3 separate regions of the Anser cygnoides genome follow, and regions 2 and 3 are each linked to region 1. Evidence: chromatin contacts called from public Hi-C data. All regions are on one chromosome and are shown on one strand. The core of a region is the stretch at or near the end of the contact, and the rest is flanking DNA. Distances in the headings are between cores, read along the strand shown. Region 1 holds the start of CIRBP (cold inducible RNA binding protein). Region 2 holds the start of OCLN (occludin). Region 3 overlaps ARID3A (AT-rich interaction domain 3A).

Region 1 (4,337 bases), core at 1,326-3,825:
AGCGCCGCCCAGACACGCTTCCCCGCCGCCTCAAGCGTTAACCTCGGCTCCCCACCAGCAGCCTGGCGCCCTTAACGGACCCAGCTCCACCGAGTGACCGCTGCGGAGCCCGGAGCAGCCGCCGGGGCCGGGCCCGGGGCCGAGGCCTCCCGAGGGGTCCGGGGCCGCCCCGCCAGGCCCTGAGAGCCCCGAGGCCCCGTCAGGCCCGGGGCCGCAGCGCGCATGCGCGCTCCCACAGGGGCCCCCCCCCCCCCCCCCCCCGCGCCGACCCCCGCCCGGCCGCGGGACCCCCGCCCCCCTTCCGCCCCGCCCCCCCGCGCAGGCGCAGTGTGCCGCCCCTCCTCCCGCCCGCCGCCATTTTGCACGGCCGAGGCCCGTCGCCATTTTGTTTCCGAGGGCGCACCGCGGCCCTCCCCGCGCCCCTTCCCCCCCTCAGGGGCCCACCGAGACGGCTCCGCCCGGCTCCCAGATCGCGCGGAGGGCACCCACACCGGGCCGGGAGCCCGGCTCCGGAGCCCTGTGCCCAGCCAGGCCCGCTCCGGCCACACACGACCGCCGGCCGCAGCGCCCTGACCCCCCGGGCCGGCCGCAGCCCGCCCACAGCGGCGGCGGGCGCTTACCGGTGCTGCGGAGCCGCGGGATCCACGCAGCGCCCCCAAAGCTTCAGCACGATGAGCGCCGAGGCTGGCGGGGCGGCGCCTTATAAAGCTTCGCGCGGGGCCACGCCCCCCTCATGCATATGCAGATCGAGCCGCCGCCGCAGGGCGGGGCGAGCGGCGCCGCCAAAGCGCCACCGCCTGATTGGCTCGCGCCTCATTAATATTCATGAGGCCCCACCGCGCGGCGAGGGGAGGGGGGGATCGAAAACAAAACCGCTGCGTCCCCCCCCGCCCCCCTTCCTCCCACGTGGGGGTGGGGCGTGGATGCCGGCGCTGATTGGCCGGCAGCGCGGCGGCTGTCGGCCGGGGGAGCCCCTGTGAGAAGGAAGGAAGTGGAGGCAGCCGATTGGCCGCTGGGGCCCCCCGAAGCCCCGCCCCGCCCCGCCCATTGGCGGCCCGCACGCCGAGGGGGCGTGGCGGCGCTGCCCCAGTTTCGCGCCCTTCGCAGCAATGCGGCGGCCGCAGACAAAGGGGCCGCCTGAGGGGGCCGCCGCCATCTTGGGCCCGGCCTGGCCCGGCCCGGCCCGTTCCCGGCCCCTCGCCCCTTCCCTCATCGTCGGGGCCGTCCCCGCGTGTCCCCGCCGCCCCTTCATCCCCGGTGCCCGGCGGTCGCCCTGTGGGGCGGGAGAGCCTCGTTACTGGTTCCAAAGCACAAACATTTTAATTAAATAAAAATAAAAATGAAAAATGAAAACTTCTCTGTTTTGCACTGAAGTGGTTAAGGGCCCAGACTGGGGGGTTCTAACGTGAAAATGTCTCTGCGTTAAAGGCTTCCCACAGGGCCCTAACTGAGGTGAACATGCACTTGTGCATGGGACTGCATTGGTTTGAAAAGCGCTACCAGTTTCCCAGCTTTTCCTCCCAAAGCTGCAGTTTTGCCTCAAAACCGCCACCGTGCATTGCGGAGGCCGCCACGTCCCTCCCCTGCAGCTCGCAGTGCCCGGCCTCCCTCCTTCCCCCCGACACCGCCACGGCCGCGGGCGTCCTCGGCGCAGGGCAGCACGGGATCAGTGACACCGGGGGTGTTCGCCCCCCGGCACCGTCACCGGTTTCCTACCTGAGCATGGAAATGGAAAGAGTCAAAAATAAACCACAGCAAAATGCAAAGTTTTCTGCCCACCATGGTTCCGAAAAGCAGCGTTTGCCCGCTCCCTGCTCTCAGCGGGGCTGTTCCTCTCTGCTTTGTTATCACACCGACTGGGCCCCGCAGTTTGTTTTGTACACAGCCGGGTGTAGTAATTACGAGATGCAGAGGAATCTCGGTATTGCTCTCTGCCCCAATCTCTGCTGCCGTACGCGCTATTTTAGTTAGTTTAGTTGTTGCTGTTTCGTTCCTCCTCAGCAGCAGCACGCCGTCTGCGGGCTCGGTGCTGCGGCACTACAGCACCGGGGCTGTGCCGAGCTCAGCGCCAGCAGGGACAGCACCACCGCCGGGGTGCTCAAAACACGTAAAAATACAACACTGATGAGACATCAATCTAGTAGTAGTAGCATTTTCTTACTGGCAAAACTGTGAAAAAAACTAATTAACTTCCCAGTCCTGAGAGCGGAATACGAACGTTAAGTAATTATAATAATATGCGTCATATATACGATCTACTGGTAATGAAATGCACGTGGTACACTCTGCAGTAAAACGAGAAGAAAAGGTTCAACATTTGGAAAATATTAGTGCAATATTTAAAACCGAGATGAAACTCTGAATAGTCAGATAAAGTAGTACAATATTTTGTGCAAATAAAATGAGCGCTTCCCAATTTGAAGGGAGTCTGAGTTACTGAACAAGCCCGGGTTACCTTTCGATTCTGGCCAATTTTGCGTGGGGCTGCGTGGTTTTTGCCTGTGCACCAGCCGTGGCCCGGAGGAGCGAGGAGGGTGGGCTCGTGAGCCGCATGAGACCGCAAATTGATTTTTGCCCTTCAAGAGGGGAAGATGACAGCGCAGCCCTGAGCTCCCATCCCCAGCACGGCATTCTGATTAAATTAGGGACACGTTAACATAAGCATTTCTGGTCCGTGATAAGGGCGGATAAAGTGACCTTGACACATGGAGCTGTTTCCCTGCGCTGCTTCAGGGGTGTTTTAGTTCTAGCAGGACCAAAGGCTGTGGGGACGGCGTATGGGGACTGCAGCTCTCCCCATGGGACTGGTGTATGGGGCTTGCAGCTCTCCCCATGGGACTGGTGTATGGGGACTGCAGCTCTCCCCATGGGACTGGTGTATGGGGACTGCAGCTCTCCCCAGCAGAGGCTGGATCTGTCCACAAAAAGCAGGGGGCATAATGCTTTGGGTGCACATCAATGCCCTTCCTTTGACACCGACAGAGTTGCTCTATTAACCAAGATCGCCCGCGCTGCCCCCCGCTGCCGCCCCAGTTCTGCTGCTCTCGGGAGGTTTCGCGTGCTCCAGATCTGCTCGTTCCCCGTCTGACCCAGGGCGTTAGGCGCAGCGTCTGGCGCTGCAGGCTGCGGGCAGCTGCCCCTGCTCCGAGCCGGCGGTCGTGCCCAGCACCACGGGCCCCAGGATGGACCCAGGACAGGGAAACCTCGACACACACCGCAGGGCTACCTACGGCTGAAACCGGCGCTGGGAGTAGTAGCTCAGTAAATACCTCGCCCGGCAGATTTCGCAGGTTGTTAGGGCAGTTAATTGGGCGTAACGCCTGCTTTGCCTCCCTGGAGCAAACCTCCCTGCAGCAGAGGCTGGCACCGGCCCTGCTCGATGGGACAACGAGGGAACGATGCAGCGAGGAAGCCATGCAGCAAGGGAACCGCGCGGCACTAACATGTGCAGCGCCCTGCAGAAGGGCTGCACGCCTGAGCCGCCTGCACAGGCTCAGGCTCCTGCGCCCGAGCCCATTTTCCGTCGCCTTTGGGTGCCCGACGAGAAGGGACGGCGGTGCTCGTGGTGACCTAATATGGTGAAAGCGCCGTGGCTTCGTCAAGGACTCCAAATAGGCGGCTCGGACTACGTGCTCCTCAAAGCGGAGGCCGTGCCTTCACGTCTGTAGGCTGTGGTGTGCGATCATCGCTCAGTCATAAATCACAGGAGGCCGGAGGGACTGCGGGGATCAGCTCGGCTGTTGAATCATGCAACCCCGCTCCTGACAGATGTTTGTCTCACCCTTTTTGTTGTTGTTGTTGTTAAAAATAAAAAAATAAAAAAGAGCCTCCAGTGACAGAGATTACGGTACCAAACATGGTATAAATGATAATATTTTTTTCCCGAAGGCAGCACACCAGCCCTCAGCACCACGCTGAAATACGCGAGGTGGGCAGTGACGGAGCTGTGCTGAATACCTGCCCTTCTGTCCTGCCTTCGCTGCAGCCTCCACATCCAGCCCAGGCCTTTCCCTGCCACCCTGGGAGCCTTGCCAGGGGTGCACCCCGCAGCCCTTCCTGCAGGCTGGGGGTCCCCCCTGGGACCTTTTTGCAGGGGCTTTCCTCCAGGCCTCCGGGGCCAGTCTCACCCCGCAGCACCGAGCACTCCGGGGTCTGCCCAGAGCCACGCGGCCCGAAGCGGGGAGCTCCAAACCTGAGCAGCCCCAAATTCCTCTGGGTGCCGTTGCCTCCAGCGAGGGCTGGGGAAAGCAGCTCCCAGGAGGGTGGGGAGGAGCACGGGGGCAGCGGGAGGACGTGGGCGAGCACCCCGGGGCTTTGGAGGAGCACCCGCAGCCCGC
Region 2 (4,337 bases), core at 657-3,156, 390 kb before region 1:
CTGCGGCGCATCCTCGATGTAGTAGGAGCCCGGCGGGGGCGAGCGGGTGCCGTAGTCGTAGCCGTAATCACCCGGCGGGGGCCCGTAGCCCGTGGGGGAGCCGTAACTCATGGGGGGGCCGTCGTAGGACTTCTTGCTGAACATGGTGGCGGTGGGGAGAGCCTGGGGGGAGACGGACGGAGCTGCGGGAGCGAGGCGGGCGCGCGCGGCACCGCCGGGTTTCCACGTCTCCGCGCGCCCGGTGGGGACTTTGGCCTCCCGTCACCGTAAACAAGCGCCCGCCCGTGCCCGACGCCACGCCACGGGAGTCACCTCTGCTCACGGGGAAACTGAGGTGTGGGGTGGAGAAGGGAGGCGAGTGAGTCACGGGGCATCTCCCTGCACACCCAGCCCTGCCCCGCGCTGGGGACCCCGCGCTGCCGGCCCCGGCCCCCACCCGACTGCGGCCGCCTGAATGCATTGGATTGTTTAAAACCCTAATTAAACCAGAAAAGCTCTTACCCAAGGCTAGCGCTAACCCTGAGGGTTTCTCCGTAAGCAGCTCCGGTTGGATTAAAAAAATAATAATAATAATAATAATAACACAGGGCACATTACCAACACCGCAGTGAAAAGCGGTAAATGGGGGCAGATCAAAGGGGGGTGACGCGTTTCCTCGCTGCCACCGCTGGAGAGCTGCCGCATGGAGCCAGGCGCCGCCCGCCCGGGACCCCCGCCCCAACAGGGCCGCCCCAGCCCCACAGTCGCTCCCTGCCTCCGGTTCCTGCCCTCCTCCGTGCGGTTGGCCTCTCCAAAACACCTTCTGGCTTTGCTTTCCCACAAGTTTACTCCGAGCCAAACCACCGCCGGGAGCGTTTTGGAGGGCCGGGGAGAAACGCCAGGATAACGCTGCTGGAAGCGGGGAACCCCTCCGAGGGGGCTGGGGGGCAAAGCAGGGGCTCTGCAAAGCCCAGCGGGCTCCTGGCGCTGCTCCACCACCTCCGGGCTGCACAGAGCCGCCCTTCTCCACCCCACGAAAAGCAAAACCCCAAGAGCTCAGCGGGGACCCCCCCGGCGGGCATCGCCGGAGCGGGACGCAGCGTGGAGGGGGGGGGAGGAACCTGAACCCTGCATGGGAAACCCAAGCCGGGGGCAGGTGGCAGCGGGTCCGGGGTGTCCGTGGCCACCTGGGGGCCAGGGGCTCGGTCCCTTCGCCCCAAACGAGGGTGGTCCCAAGCCCGTGCCCCAGCGCGGCGCTGGAGGAGCGGGGCAGCACCTCCCGGGGTGCCCGCGGCTTTTTTCTCGGGTATCCTCACGCTGCCCCCAGCTCTGCGCAGCCCCAAAGCCTTGGGCTGGCGTGGGGGGAGACCCAGCAGCAAGGGGAGCTGCAAACCCCCCCCCCCGCCCCCGGGGACCCCCCAGCTCCCGCGCCCCCCTCCCCGCCACCGGGGCTCAACCCCGGTGTCCGCGTCCCGACGGGGGCAGCGCCGTCCCCGCGCTGGTTTTTTGGGGGATTTTTTATTTTATTTTTTTAAAGGTGGGGGGCTCGGGGTCCGCCCCCACACCCCTGCACCCCCCCAACCTCCCGCGGAGCCCCGGGAAGCGCCGCCGCCGCCGCCGCCTCCCACCTGCCCGGTGCGGCTCCGGGAACCGGGCGCGCCCGCTCCGGTCCCGACGGAGCCCCCGGGGGTTCCCCGAGCCCCCCCCCCCCCGGCGTGCGGCGGGGACCGAGCCCCTGGGGACCCCCCCCCACCCCGATACCGGTCCCGGAGCCCCTTACCTGGCCGCCCCCCCGCCTCTTTGTTCCCGTAAAATGGCAGCCGGGAGCAGCGGCACCGCCGCCGCCGGGCGCTGCAGGGAACCGGCCCCGGTTTCCGCCTCCGGGGGGGGAGCCCCGGGGGCGGCCCCGCTGCTCCCCGCCCGGCCCCCGCCCGGGGGGAGGTGGCGGTGGGGGCTCGGCGGCTCCGGGGAGGGGGGGGGGGCTATGGGGGGCTCACACGCGCGGCGGTTCCGCTGGGGGGGGGGGAGGGCTCGGGGTCCCCGGGGGCTGGGGGGGCGCAAAGAGGCCAGGGCCGTGCCCCCCCCCCCCCCCCATCCGGAGCCGTGGCACTGGGGGGGGTCCTGTTGGGTACCGGGGCTCCTCTCGCTATCCCAGGGGACAGGAGCGTCCCTGGGGGGGGGTTGCCAGCTGGTGGAGCCCCCCCGCCTCCATCATCCGCGGGCACCCCAGGACACGCATTGAAGCCCCCCGAAAAACATCACGGGTTTTATTAAAAGCAGCTCTGCCCCCCTCCCCTCCCGCCCCCCCCCCGCAGCTGCACCCCTCTGGGTGCTCCCGAATCCACGCCGGGTGCGGGGCCACCAAAGGCACCCCAAAACCCGCAGGTTTGCTCCCCGTGCCCAGGTGGGTGCGGTGGGTGGGGGGCAGCGGGTGCCTCCTGCTCGCCCCCGCAGCACCGTCACCCCCCGGTGCTGAGCCCTGCGGGGTCCCCAGGGCTCGGGGTGGGGGTGGGGGGACCTGGCAGAGCCCCGGGGTCCCCGGCTGTCGTCCCCAGAGGTCCTCGTGAGCGGGCTCAGAAGTAGACGGCGCTGCCGCGGGCGCCGCGGTCGTAGTCCTGGATCTGCCTCTTGATGTGCGTCAGCTTCTTCTTCAGGTAGCGGCAGCGCCGCTGCTTCTCCAGGAAGGCCGAATCCTGCCGGCGGGAGACAGCGGCGCTGTGCTCAGCCCGGAGAGACCCCGCCATAGCGCTGGGGTCCCACGGGTGCCCGGGACCCCCATGCTCCGGGATGGCAGGGAAGCTCGCGCCCCCCCCAGCGTGGCTCCGAGCGCACGAATCCTGACCCCCTACTCACCCTCTTCTTCCTCAGGACCTCGCGCCAGACGCGGGCCACCCTGCTCTCATCCTGCGGGGCGAAAAGACGCAGCCCAACGTCCCCAGCCCCGCCGGCACGGCCCGGTGCTGAGCCCTGCCCGCTCGTGACGCCCGTGGGACACCCACCGTCCTGCCGAGCGCGTGCCGGGGCAGGCGGCGCGCGGCGGCCTCCAGCTCCCCCAGCCTCCGCTGTGCCTCCCGCACCTCGCCCAGCAGCTCCCGGTACTCGGCGTGCTGGTCGCTGAACACAGCCCGGTATTCCTCCCGCTGCCGCCCGCTCCGGATCGCCGGGTACTTTCTGCACGGCCACGGGGGGGTTACGAAGTTCGGGGGGGTCCCCGCTCTGGGCTGGAAGCCCAGCTGTGCCCCAGCACGGAGGCACGGGGGGGCTCCGGACCCCCAGGGACCCCATCCCGTGGCCGTCCCCTGCCCTGGGGTCACTTACACCACGTAGTCCGGGACAGTGCACGGCCGCGGCACGAGCCCGGGGGGGATGGAGCAGATCAAGGCCCCCAACCTCTCACCCCCCTCGGTGAAGGCGCTGGCAGCCGTGGCCCTCCCCAGGGGTCTCCCCGGGGGTCCCACCTCATCCTCAAAGGCGATGCGCTTGGCTCGGGCCGGCGGAGGCTTCAAGATACAAAGGGAAAGGGGGGTCGTGAGAAGCCTGCCGCGGGCTGCCCCCCCAGCCTCCCGGTGACAAAGGGACTCACGGGAGCCTCCCGACGCCTCCGGGCCACCTCGTGCCTCCACATCTTGAGGGCCACGAGGCTGCCGGCCAGGTAGAGCAGCGCCGTGAGGAAGAGGAAGACGAGAGCGGCTGCCTGCCCCCCGGCCAGGCGGCAGAAGGCGGCGAGGAGGGGGCCGCCGGCCAGGGGGGAGTAGCAGAGCCCCCCCAGGGTGACGGTGTGGATGTACGCCGCCGCCGCCGCCAGGTACAGCAGGAACATGAGGCCGTTGAGGCCGGACTCGGTGGGAGGCCACCAGGGTGCCTCCAGGAGGACGCCGCGGTAATAAGTGGTGGCCCCCAGCCCCAGCAGCACGGCCGTCAGCAGCCAGGCCAGGCTGGCCACCACCAGCACGAAGGGGGTCAGCGGCCCCCCGTAGCCGCCCCCCAGGACCCCCCCGAGGAGCAGCTCGCCGCCGTAGCCCCCGTAGTCCCGCTGGAGGTAGGCGCAGACGCAGGCGAAGACCATCCCGCCGCACAGCAGCTCCAGCCCCCCCAGCACCCGCAGCAGCCCCGGCCACGACTTCATGTGGGCGAAGCGGAGCGCGGCCGCATCCTGCCCGGCAGCGCCATCCCCGAGCCCCCTCTCCCCCCCGGGGCAGGCGGGCTCGGCCATCGGCCCCCGGAGGATTTTTGGGGAGGGGGCTCCCCCCTGGACGTGTCTGGCGGTGGTGGCTCCGCTTCACCGGCTGCGGGCTGAGCCCAGCTGGGGGAGAAGCACCGGGGCGGGAGCGAGCCCCCAGCGAGGGGACCCCCGGTCC
Region 3 (4,337 bases), core at 1,139-3,638, 260 kb after region 1:
CCCGGCCCCCCCCAGCAGCCGAAGGGCGAACGTCCCCGTCCCCGATCCCGCGGGCAGATAAAGAGCTCGGCTTAGGGACGGGGTCACCTCCCGCTGGAGGGGCTGCTCCCGGCCCTGCCCTGCGCGCGTGCCCCTAATCCCCCGGCAGCCCCTCGGGGGCACGTGGCACCCCCGCCAGTGCCGAGCCCCCTCCCCAAAAGCGGGGTTCGGTGGAGCCGGGAATCAGCAGAGGGGCGGGGGGGGCTCCCCACGAGCAGGGGCCGGGGCAGCCTCTCCGGCAGCAGCGAGGGCGCGCGGGCGGCCGTGCCGCAGGGAGCCCGCTGACCGGCCCGGCCGGATTCCTGCCGCCTGAGCTCAGCGTGGCGGGGCGCAGGGGGGCGGCGCGGGCGCTCCCCGTCCCCGGGGGCAGCCGGGCGAGGGCCCCTTTCCGGAGGGGGAGCCTGGGTACGTTTGCTGGGAGAGGTTTACAGGGTCGTCGGTGCCGCGCTTCCCGTCGGCTCTATTGTTCCCTCCGGTTCCCAGCATTGTCCCCTCCACAGGTCGGCCACCTCCCGCACCGGGGGGACGTGGCCCCGCCGCAGGTGCCTGTCCCCCACCGGTCCCCTTCTCGGGCCTGGGAGGAGCTGGGGGCTGCAGGACCCGGCGGGTGGCAGGCCCTGGGGACCCCCTCAGAGGTGTCACTGCTCCTGCACCACGGGGATAATTTCCCAATTTCCCGATTTCCTCAAAGGACTGGGCTGCCCCCGCCCCCCGAGGCCACCGGCACCTGTGAAAACCCCAAGCGCCACCACAGCCACATCCCCCCCAGTACCTCGCAGCATCCGCACCGAGCCCGGCCACAGCCACGTGCTGAAGCCCTCCCGCTGCGGCACACCAAAGCCATGCCCCGGGGCACCTCGCGTGGCACCGTCCCCCTCCTGGTCCCGCAGGGACGAAGGAGCCCATCACAACGTCCCCAGCTGAGCCACCCGGCACCCCTCGCCCTCCCAGGCCAGCACCCTGGTGGGACGGGGGTCCTGGCCCCCTCTGGCGCTGCTCCCCCGGGGCCATGCAGGGCCAGCAGCGCTGTCCCTGCCACTTGGCACCGCGCGGGGACGCGCCCTGGACCCCCTGCCTTGTGCCACCGGCCAAGGGACGCGGGCCGGTGTCAGCGCCGACAATGCGGGCGTCACCGGGAAGCAGAGGGAGATGCTGAAAGGGCGAATTAGTCGCCGTTTAACCTCCCTGACCCCCCATTGTCCGCCCCGTGTCGGCCGCCCGCCCTGCCACGCTGCGGGGCCGATCCTGCCCGGTCCCAGCGCCGCGCTGCGAAGGCACCCGGGGTGCGCGCGGCCGAAAGGCGCGGAGCAGGCGAGCGCCCGCCCCACGACCGATCGGCTCAGCCGGTTCTGTCGGCTTAAGTGGCAGGGAGGGGAGAGGGAGCAGAAGGAAAAACCTGCTGCGGGTCCGCCTGCTCGGAACAAAACCCTTGGGCCACCCCGAGGGGCCCGAGCCGCTCCCGGGGGCACGCGGAGGACGCCCTGCACGGGCTCGGGGCGCTCAGCATCACCAGCGCGCCGGAGCAGCCCGAAGCCGGGCCCAGACCCAGCTCCGGTTTCGAGGACGGTTGGCTGGCTCGCTGCTTTTTTTCCCCTTTTTGCAAAGGAGGAAGTGAATTCTGCTGCAATCGCGTTTTGAACAACTATTTCGGACAAAGCCGCTGCAGGCAGCTCGCGGGGCTCTGGCTCAAATGAAAAGCAGAGAGGGGTTTTTGGCTGAACGCAAACACCCAGGCGTTGCGTGGTGTGCCGACTGGTCACCGCAGAGCCGGGACCGAGCTTCCCTGGAGTCCCCAGTGCCCCCCCTCCGGTGGCATGGGGGGTCCGAGCCCCTCTCCTTCCTGTGGGGGGCGGCTAGCCCAGCCCTGTCAGCACCCCACATGCCCACTCCCCGTTTTGGGGCCAGTTCCTCTCTTTTAAGCCAAAAGCTGCCAGCCAGGAAAGGTCGTTTGGAAGTCAGCTCCCACCAGCAGCGCCACGGCTGCCTGCAGCCCTTCGCCACGTATGTGTTTGTGCATGCCCTTGACACATGCTCTCTATCACACCTGACCCTGTGCAAATATTAATTCAGTGGAGTCAGTAAGTATTGGGAAAGCTCGTCCGAGGCAGCAACACCCATGCACCCGGCGCGCACGGCTCGGGCACGGCACCGGCCAGGGATCCGGCACCGGAGCAGCAGAGCCGGGGCGGTCCAAGGGGCACCACCGGCTGTACCCAAACCTCGTGGGATCGGGGCAGCCTTCCCCGGGGTTTTTTGGGGGGATTAAAGCCTAATAGGAACGGCAGGCTGGGGCCGGCGGGCAGGGACCCATCTCCTGGGGAGGGCGTGGGCAGGGTGCGGGCAGGGTGCATGAGCAGGGCACGCGGGCAGGGCGTACGGGCAGGGCGTACGGGCAGGGCGTGCGGGCAGGGAACACAAGCAGTGCGTACAGGCAGGGAACGCAGGCAGGGAACGCAGGCAGGGAACGCAGGCAGGGCGCGCAGCTTCAGCACCTGCGCAGGCAGAGGCGAGAAGGGGCAGGAGCGCGGCTGAATTAGCCGTTGTAGGCAAGCCGGGGTTTAAATTCCACCATATGTAAATGATCGTCTTAGAAAGGAGATCATTGTAAGCCAAAGCAGATGAGTCACCCAGGGTTTCCACTCTCAGCCCGGCAGGGCCGGGGATTTGTGTAATTGCAAATCTGTTCCTGAAATGCGAGGCCCCGCGCCTCCGTCCCGGGCGGGCGCTGCCGCGCTGCCGAGCCGTCCCCACCGCCGCCACGGGGCCGGGGGCTCCTGCCCGGCCCCGCCACCCCCGGCCCTGCCAGCCCCGCGGTCCCTGGCGGAGGTCCAGCCGCCGCAGATGGTTTTTGACGGGCAGCCAGCTGTGGGCCGTCAGCCCTGGGAACCATCACCGCAAATCTGCTCAGGCGCGCGGGGGAACCTCAGCGGGGAGAGGGCACGGCGGCGGGCACCGCTCCGGCCCCTGCGCCCACGGCTGGCGTGAGGCGGGCACAGCGCCGGGACGGGCTCGCTCCGGGCAACGCCGCACGTGATGGAGGGTGGGATGCTCGGACGGGGGGAAACTGAGGCAGGAGGCAAAGCCCCTCACCGGAAGGATTTCCAGCAGGTGCCTGCGCTGTTGGCTGTGCCTGCACCGCGCTGACTGCCCGTGGGGCCGGGCTGCCCTTCCCCAGCTCCCGTCCCCCTCCCTGGAGCGCCTGTGGGGTGGGGGGGGGTGGGGGGATCAGCAGGGCTCCCCCTCCCCGGGGAGCCAGGTCCCTGCCTCCGAGCAGCCACGACAAAGGCAGGATTATCATCAGCTCCACTTTACAGACAAGAGACCCAGGCGCGGGGAGATTAAGTGACTTATTCCGAGGGTCACGGAGGGGGTCAGGAGCTGCGCCCACGGCTCCCGGCGCGGCGGCCGCGCGGGCAGGTGCCTTATCAGGGCCGCGCACGCGGGGAGCGGCCCCTGCCCCCCCCCAAGGGCCCCACGCCCCCCACCCTGCGATTGCGGCACGTCCGGCCGGCCCCAAAGGCAGCCTCGCGTTTCTCCTGCGGTTTCGGCCAGAAATAGGGCGATGGAGCAACGCTGCGCCCTTGCCCAACTGCTCCGCTCCAGGCGCGACTGTTTGCTTTGCTGACAAAGGCCTTGCTCTATTCTCTGCAACATTTTTTTTTTTTCTTTTAAATAAACCCTTATTCCTGTTGGTTCAGCTGTGCCGGAGCCGTGGGGCGGCTGCCTCCTCTGCAGCCCTGTGAATCAGCCCCGGGGCTCCCAGGGAGGGGGGATGCCAGCAGGCGATGCGGGGGTGCCTCGGGTGACTGGGGAGCCCCCCCAGCCCGGGCAGAGCCTGGGGGTGCCGGGGGGATGGCTCACCCAGGATCAGCCGCGTGGAGCTGTGGCCCTGGGACTGCCCCTGCTCCATCCCCAGCTCCTGGCACCGAGGAGAAGCGTCCCCTCTTTCCCCAGCCCGGTTCCCACGCTGGGTTTCCATTTTGGTGGAAAAACCAGGACCGGGACCCCAGGAGCTCGGCCCCACCGAAGGCAGCACCCGCGCGGCCGGAGGGCAAGGACCCCGCGGCCGGGACGCCCGGAGGCACTTGGTGCCTGAGCCGCTCTCGCCGAGGAGAAGTCCCTGACCTCCGGCCGGGATCGGGGGATTACGGCCGCGGGAAGGCTCCCCGAGCCGATTACCGGGCCGGATCCCTCCCCAGGAACACCCTTCAGCGGGCAGCAAGGAGCGGGGCGAGCGCTCCGCCGAGGGCACGGGCCGGGGGCTGCCCAGCTCCCCCCACACCCCGTGGGTTGGCAGC

Evidence for each region. Hi-C and Micro-C count contacts between places; a contact is called where the count stands out from the background.
Region 2: a contact with region 1 is called in a Hi-C map of liver, with 5 times the contacts expected there. The contact joins the promoter of OCLN here to the promoter of CIRBP in region 1. A contact is called at or near these places in 2 of 7 Hi-C or Micro-C datasets (both in liver).
Region 3: a contact with region 1 is called in a Hi-C map of liver, with 1.6 times the contacts expected there. The contact joins the enhancer-like site here to the promoter of CIRBP in region 1. A contact is called at or near these places in 2 of 7 Hi-C or Micro-C datasets (both in liver).

The regions. Positions count from the first base shown.
Region 1 is chr27:874,854-879,190 of Taihu_goose_T2T_genome, reverse strand. It overlaps CIRBP (cold inducible RNA binding protein), which reads right to left and starts at 2,575. Exons shown (of 6, transcript XM_048051980.2): 1 at 2,456-2,575.
Region 2 is chr27:1,261,518-1,265,854 of Taihu_goose_T2T_genome, reverse strand. It overlaps OCLN (occludin), which reads right to left and starts at 1,906. Exons shown (of 8, transcript XM_066983783.1): 1 at 1,760-1,906; 2 at 1-162. The coding sequence starts at 144. OCEL1 (occludin/ELL domain containing 1) reads right to left here. Exons shown (of 5, transcript XM_048052460.2): 1 at 3,563-4,337; 2 at 3,298-3,479; 3 at 2,979-3,150; 4 at 2,833-2,883; 5 at 2,095-2,672. The coding sequence starts at 4,192. The coding sequence ends at 2,553.
Region 3 is chr27:613,347-617,683 of Taihu_goose_T2T_genome, reverse strand. All of the region lies in intron 3 of ARID3A (AT-rich interaction domain 3A), which reads right to left. Among named protein-coding and RNA genes, the nearest start is that of ARID3A, 12 kb to the right of the region's middle. Within about 2 kb of position 2,388, at least 2 of the 3 cell types and tissues checked have open chromatin away from gene starts, as enhancers often do. A contact at or near this core is called in liver, where this site is marked.